Regions from separate parts of the Sus scrofa genome. Here region 2 is linked to region 1. A link is a contact called in public Hi-C data. All regions are on one chromosome and are shown on one strand. The core of a region is the stretch at or near the end of the contact, and the rest is flanking DNA. Distances in the headings are between cores, read along the strand shown. Region 1 overlaps DPYS (dihydropyrimidinase). Region 2 overlaps RIMS2 (regulating synaptic membrane exocytosis protein 2).

The links. Hi-C and Micro-C count contacts between places; a contact is called where the count stands out from the background.
Region 2: a Hi-C map of liver shows a contact between it and region 1, with 12 times the contacts expected there. A contact is called at or near these places in 6 of 47 Hi-C or Micro-C datasets (embryonic fibroblasts, epiblast stem cells, liver and 2 more).

What each region holds. Positions count from the first base shown.
Region 1 is chr4:32,846,718-32,850,223 of Sscrofa11.1, forward strand. The region is part of intron 7 of DPYS (dihydropyrimidinase); the gene reads left to right. Among named protein-coding and RNA genes, the nearest start is that of DPYS, 57 kb to the left of the region's middle.
Region 2 is chr4:33,108,828-33,112,368 of Sscrofa11.1, forward strand. The region is part of intron 25 of RIMS2 (regulating synaptic membrane exocytosis protein 2); the gene reads right to left. Among named protein-coding and RNA genes, the nearest start is that of DCSTAMP, 180 kb to the left of the region's middle.

The sequences.
Region 1 (3,506 bases), core at 889-3,388:
TAGTTTTGGCCAGTTATCTTGAAAACATGGGTCCTTGGCTACAGAGGGAACAGAAGATGAAGTGAAAACAGATCAAAGGAAATTTAGTATTGGTACCTGAAAAGAATCCCAGGGTCCTCATATTCTTAAAGCACAGCACAGAGCTGTGACCTTTGGAGAGAGCACCTGTATACATATGTTGTTCCCTTCAGAAGCTAATCACGTGAAAGCCTACTTGGAGGCAGTGAGTAATTTAGGGAGGTGCAGTGTTTTTAAATAGCCTGAACAAAACCAAACCCAAAAAACTCTTAAAGTAAGCTGATTTACCATTTTTTAAGGTTCTCAGAGTATGGTCCCTGGACCAGCAGCTTTAACATCATCTGGGGGAAGTTCCCCTTGTGGCTTAGTGGTAATGAACCCAAGTAGTATCCATAAGGAATTCAGGTTTACTCCTTGGCCTTGTTCAGTGGGTTAAGGATCCTGTGCTGCCATGAGCTATGGTGTAGGTTGCAGACACAGCTCGGATCTTGCGTTGGCATGGCTAGTGGCTGTGGCATAGGCTGACAACTGCAGCTCCGATTCATCCCCTAGCCTGTGAACTTCCATGTGCTGCAGGTGCAGCCCTAAAAAAAAAAAAAAAAAAAAAAAAAAAAAAAAAAAAAAAAATCATCAGGAATTTATTAGAAATACAAATTCTCAGGCACCTTCTGGGACCTGTTGCCCCAGAAACTCTGCCAGAGAAGCCCAGCAACCTGTGTTTTCACAAGCCCTCATGGGGGGGCTTTAGACCTGTCTCTGTACCTATTTTATTATTCTAATTGCATCCTTCATCCTTGTAATATAGAATATTGGTATCTACCTAAGACATGTGCACATAGCCTATGACTATTTTCTCTTCATCAAGCCCTCTGGTTACAGCCACATCTATTTTGCACAACATATATGTTGGCCCTGATTCCCCCATTCTTGTCATGTATAAACTGAGCTTAAGTTTATAGGTCCAGGAGTTCCTGTTGTGGCGCAGCAGAAACAATTCTGACTAGGAACCATGAGGTTGCAGGTTTAATCCCTAGCCTCACACAGTGGGTTAAGGATCCGACATTGCTGTGAGCTGTGGTGTAGGTTGCAGATGTGGCTTGAATCTTGCGTTGCTGTGGCTGTGATATAAGCTGGCAGCTGTAGCTCTGATTCAACCCCTTGCCTGGGAACCTCAATATGCCACGGGTGCACCCTAAAAATGCGCAAAAAAAAGTTTATGTCCACATACACACATATATGGGGTCATGCAGTGATAAGCTGGAGTGCTAAGCAGGCCGCCCCTGAATCCAAGGTCAGAGCTTTCCTCCTGGGCAGCAGGGCAGCAGATTGCATGCTCTGTCCTTGGTGACAAGTGTTTACTTGGCCGGTGAGTGGCATAGGTCCTAGCAAACCTGCCAGTGCTCTTGGACATCACTTCCCAGCACATCCTGATGGCTGGGGGATTCTTTACACACCAGAAGACAGTTGGCTTTTTCCACTTGAGAATTCCTGGTCCTGGGGAACACCTACTTGGTGCCCTCCAGGAGAGCAGCCTGTGCAAAACAGAGAGAGCTTGGGAAGGAAAGTCAGGGTACATTAGGTTTATTTTGCAGCTGCAGTTGGAGTCACATTAAAACTATTGCCTAATTTCCTTTGTCTAACTTGATTTCTCTTTGGCTGGAAGGCAAGTGGATCAATATTGTTTTTTATGCTGAGATCATGTTGCCTGAAGGAAATTTTCCATCAGTTCACTATCCCTGCCTTCAGTCCTGTAATTGGGGCTGTGGGCTAACTAGGCGATGGCCTCCTGGACGTGCACACAAGGCCCACCATCTGCTCTGAGCCTACTGCAAGCCTTCTGGAGGAGTCACATGGGCTGCCCGCTAGGCAGAGCTTGGCGTTTGTGCCAGCCTTTCTGCACATTTCCCTGGCCATACGCTAACTTAAACAGCTTTGTTTTGTTTTGTTTTTTCTTTTCTATGAAGCCTTTTTCTCCCTACCTTTCTCTCCTTTTCTGTATTTGGAGTGCTCTCTGCTTCTTCAAAATTTCTTAAAGTGGATTTTTTAGATCTCTGTTATAATATTTTCCTCCTGTCCCTCCCTCCCCACCCCACCCCCACTGTGATGCTGCCCTTTTTTATTAGCAGGGAGGAAAACGTTTATACTTTGCTCTCGTTTCTATCCTCCTACTAGGCATTTAAGGAAAGCTGAGTCTAGAGGCAGAAAAATGAGAAGGCAGTTTGGCCACACACAAAAAAAATTGGAGCATTTATCTGTGCGGAAGGATTGCTGAATTCCTCACATGGTGGCAGTGGGGGAGAAAGATAGTATTAACCGGTTATCCATAAAGCTGTATTTATTGCACACATTTTATATTAAAAAAAGCATAATAAATGGCATTGCTAAGAGCTGAGCGGAACCTAAATATAAGGTGTAACACCCACCATCAAAGAGGCTGCATTCTGGTTTGACAGACAAGATGTTAATATGGGAAAGGATAAGATAGCTCTTAGAAGAAGAAAATTATAACTGCACAGCACATCAGTTCAAGAAGTGTGGAGGGTCTCACGTGTTTGACTCCTACCAATGAGTCATCCAAATTACTGTCCTGAGTTGAGGTCATCAAACATTCGCAGAAGACCGGGTTGGGCATGGGAAAGGGCTTTGGACTAGCTAAATCTTTGCAGGTGACCCTCCAGATGGAGAGGTCAAGGGTAAATGAGGGGAAATGGAAAACATAATTCAATGGGCAATCAAGAGGCTGGCCAGCAGGGTCAAGATGGCAGGCAGCTGGAGACAAGATTAGTCCTGCCAAACCAAGGGCTTTGAATAGTAGTTAAAGTATAGGAGATTTTCTCTTAGGCAGCATGAGCTATTGAATGTCTTTGTGTGAGGGTTTGAGTTGATCTAAATCTGTACTTCCCTATTTTTACATGGCAGAAGTAGAAAATGGTTATTTGTAGAGTATATGACAGTAAAGAGAAGGGGATTGGGAGACTGGGAGGAGAATATAGCAAAACCAACTTGTCCTGGTTTGCCTGGAACCTTCCCAGTTTTCCCATAGCACTGAAAGTCCCATATCCAGACATATCCTCAGCCTTAGCCTGTGCCAGGACTGCTCGTCAAAGGTGACTAGCCTAGGAGCTCTCCCCACATCTGGTCACCCTGGGATCTCAGAGTTTCAGTCTTGCATCTGGACTTATAGGTTAGGCAACCTTGATTAAATAGTATTTTAGGGTCATGAGTGTGCAGATAGGTTGGAGTCTGGGAGAATGGTCAGGAGACTATTGGTAGAGTCTGCGTTGAGGGGATTAGACAAAATGATGGGAAGGAATTAAGATATTCTTTCCCCTGAGAGAAAGAATTCTTCTGATAACTTGAAGAAAGATTGGAAATTGAATGAGGTGGGGGAGTCAGAAGTGACTTCAAAACAACTGCAGTTTTTTTCATTTATGACCCAAGCATTTATTGAGTGCCAACTGGGTGCAAGACATTATATTCAAAGTTGA
Region 2 (3,541 bases), core at 499-2,998, 260 kb after region 1:
TAAAAGACTTACTTGATTAGTTTAGCCTTTTCTAAGCTTAGATAGAATTTTTATGGTTAAAGTCTATCAGCAAGCAGGAAGCATGTTTCCTGGCATTCTAAAAGGAAAAGATTAATTTGTTGATTGTCAAGTACTCCAATCAGAAAGTAATAGGGTAATAGGGTAATAGGACATTTAACTGTCTGCAGAGCAAATGGTTGAAAACAATCTGAAAGTGGTATAACTAAGGCCTTAGTTTTATTACCATAGCTTTAAAACTAAAATTAAACATAAACATGAAGTTAATGTCTACTTCAGTAACAATAACATGGATTGCTTCTCGTTTCTGTTTAACAGATTATATATAGATCTAAATAGAACTATGCAGATCCCCTCTCCAACTAGCTCCAGGCCAATTTCATGCCTTACTTTTACAAATTCAAAAATTTAAATATCTTTCAGTCTTCATCTGCTCAAAACTACTTACTCTTTAAACTTCCTGGTTTTTCTTTTAACAGTCATAATTACCAAAAATAGGAATACTGACATTTTTCCACCTTTTTCTTTCTCTTTGCTCCATCTATTCAGGGCAAGAAGGAACCCCCTGAGCTGGTGGCTTCATGTAAGATCACTCCTCCATCATCTCAGACCGGAGGGGACTCTGTGTGCTCCTGATTGGAAACCCCAACTCCAGCATACACAGCCTTACCCCCGTTATCAGGACTAAACTCACTCTCCACTCCCTTTATCTCTGTTAAATTCAGTAACCACATAAAGCTCAGAATTTTAAAAGCTACACTTACTTCCTAGATTCAAATCTTCACCTCCTCTCTGGGCAGTGAGATAACGCTTCCACCTCCTCTAACTCTAATGTGCACAATTGTCCTTGCCTCTCCTCTCCCACACCCCATATATTGACTTCTTTGTCGTCTTCTCCATCAGAATGTAAGAATACAGGATGACAGGAATTTTATCTGCGGGTTCATTGCTGTATCCCAAGCATACAGAATAGGGCCTGGCACTTAATAAGCACTCAATAAATATTTGTGAAATACATGACTGAAATAATTCAATCAATCATTAAGCCGTACTGATTCATTCTTTGTAAAAGTCTTGGATTTTTCCCTTTCTTGCCCCTTCTTGCTATCTCTCTAGTCCAGCACCTCATTAAAACCAAACTAAAATAATTTTTCAGATTAATTGGCACTGTAATACTCTAAGGTAATATATCATATTACATATTACCTTGTGGTATGATATGATACGGAATATATTAAAATTGGGGATGGACATTTGTGCTTTAGAACTCGGCTGGTATCTCCTAAGACTCTTCCCTTTACACTTATTTCCTTACCTGAGAAAAATGTGGAATCATTGATTATTTAATATGAGAAACTTTATTTAATATATAACAAATGAAATATTCAATTACTGAAAACATTTCTATAATAGCAGTTATAATGTTGTGTTGTAAGTGTTTAAATGTCCACATCCTCCTCTAGCTTTGACCTCCTCAAAGTGAGACCTGTTTTCAGACATTTCAATAGCTCTCTAGGAATTATCACAATTGTCGAAATGTAGCAGCTGAAAAATGGTTAGAGAAGCAAAGGGAGGGAAAGAGAAAGAGAGGAGAGGATGTGGGAAGAAAGAGGCAAGAAGGAAGGAAATTAATTAGTCCATTCACCTGTCAAATACTGTTAAGAAGAGAGGTCACTTTGTTCATCTTCATGTTTCATTTCTTTCTACATTTCAGTAGTGACCACAAGGAAGGGACTGGATCCTTTATGTACATATAGACAGCGCTATTTCCCCCACAGTGCAATGGAATCAAAGGTCTGGATATTTTAAAATGTGCTATTTTTTAGGTCTTTTCTTTTTTCCTCCTCTTTTTTTTTTTTGTATTTTAGTTTTATAATACTGTTGCTGCCTACTGTAAGACTAATACCCCAATATTTTCCCTAGAAAACTTGTTTTTAAAGTTTTAAATAAAAATCATTGCTTAATTTGATTGTACAGTCTGTGTTACAAAATAAACAGAAAGACTGAGTAAGAATGACCTTTAACTTTTTAAGTTAATGAGTTATTTATTTAACCTCAGGCAATACACAATTCTCAGTGAGAATGAATTACTATTTTGGGGGATGGACACAGAAATGACTAACACATTGTCTTCACTCTCAGAGATCATAGCCAAGAAACACATCTCAAAATTATCCAATGGAGAAAGAAAACACAAATGAAAAAGTTACCAGATACTTTTTCAAGAAATTAGCAATAATTAAACTAGAGGAATTAAATGGCTCATTGAAATAATAATATAAATATGCTTTATCATTGGGTAAAAGCAAAAAACATTAAGCATTCATTGTTCAAACTGTAAATTATGATACAGCTTATATTCTTTAGGGTTTAGATTACATTTTTAAATGTTCACCCTAAATATTACTTAAAAGCTAAAATTAAGATGACAAATCTAGTTGAATAGGTAAAAGACACTTGAAGATCATCTGGCTTCCTCTCAACTTAAGTGAAAAAACTGAGAAATGAAAATACTTTGCCCAGGTCTCATAGAGACTAATAGCCAGAATCTGCCCAATTGAATGCAGTTTCTACTACAACATGTAGACATGTGCCAGAAAAATTACTGGACATTAACTACTTATCACAATATGCTTTAAATTTGTTTAAAAATACAAGAGCTTTACTATGTTTAAGTAAAAACAGAATTCTGAAATAACCTTAATTAAACATGACAGAATGTTAATCTCAATCAAAATTTCTGTCCATACATGTATTTGCTTTTGTTGTTCAAGCAACAGATAAGGGTGTGCCATTTTTGCGGCTCTAGGACACTAATTTATCAGTCACCATGGGTTTTCTTTCGAGCAAGACTGCAGCAATATGACAGACAAGAAGGGCTAAACTGCCCTTATTCAACTTCAACGTGGGAACACTTGATTCAGACACCAATCAAATAGAAGCTAACTGCCAGAACAGATATGCTTTATTTGTATTGTATATTGTGTTTCAGAGAGAACACTGAGAAATCAAATTTAGATGTAAGCAAAAATGAGTAACATAGTTTTAATTTGAAAATAATCTTTAAAAATTTAGACAATCTTACTCTACTGAATAAGGGAAGACAGGGACATTGTGAACTTATTTAAAAACTTTACTCTTCAAGCTTATGGGCAAAGTATATTTTGCCAAGCATTTTTCTTTAACTGCCATATATATATACACACACACACACACACACACACACAAATCTAGACTTATAGCATACCTAAGGTACTGTAAACACAAAGTTCTGGTTCTATATAATAATTTTTAAAAATATGTTTTATGTACACTAGCCATGAAGCTTTAATCTACGAATTTATAATTTTACCAACTGGAAATAAAGTGAATCATTCCAAATGTTTTCCTATGAAATTCTCATAATGTCTTCTTTATAGAGTTCTTTCTTTATAGTAATAAGTATCTTTCATGCTGCATAACAAATTCTAAAATTTTAAAATTTCTTATCTATTATAATAAACAGGTAAAATAGAGTTTAAAA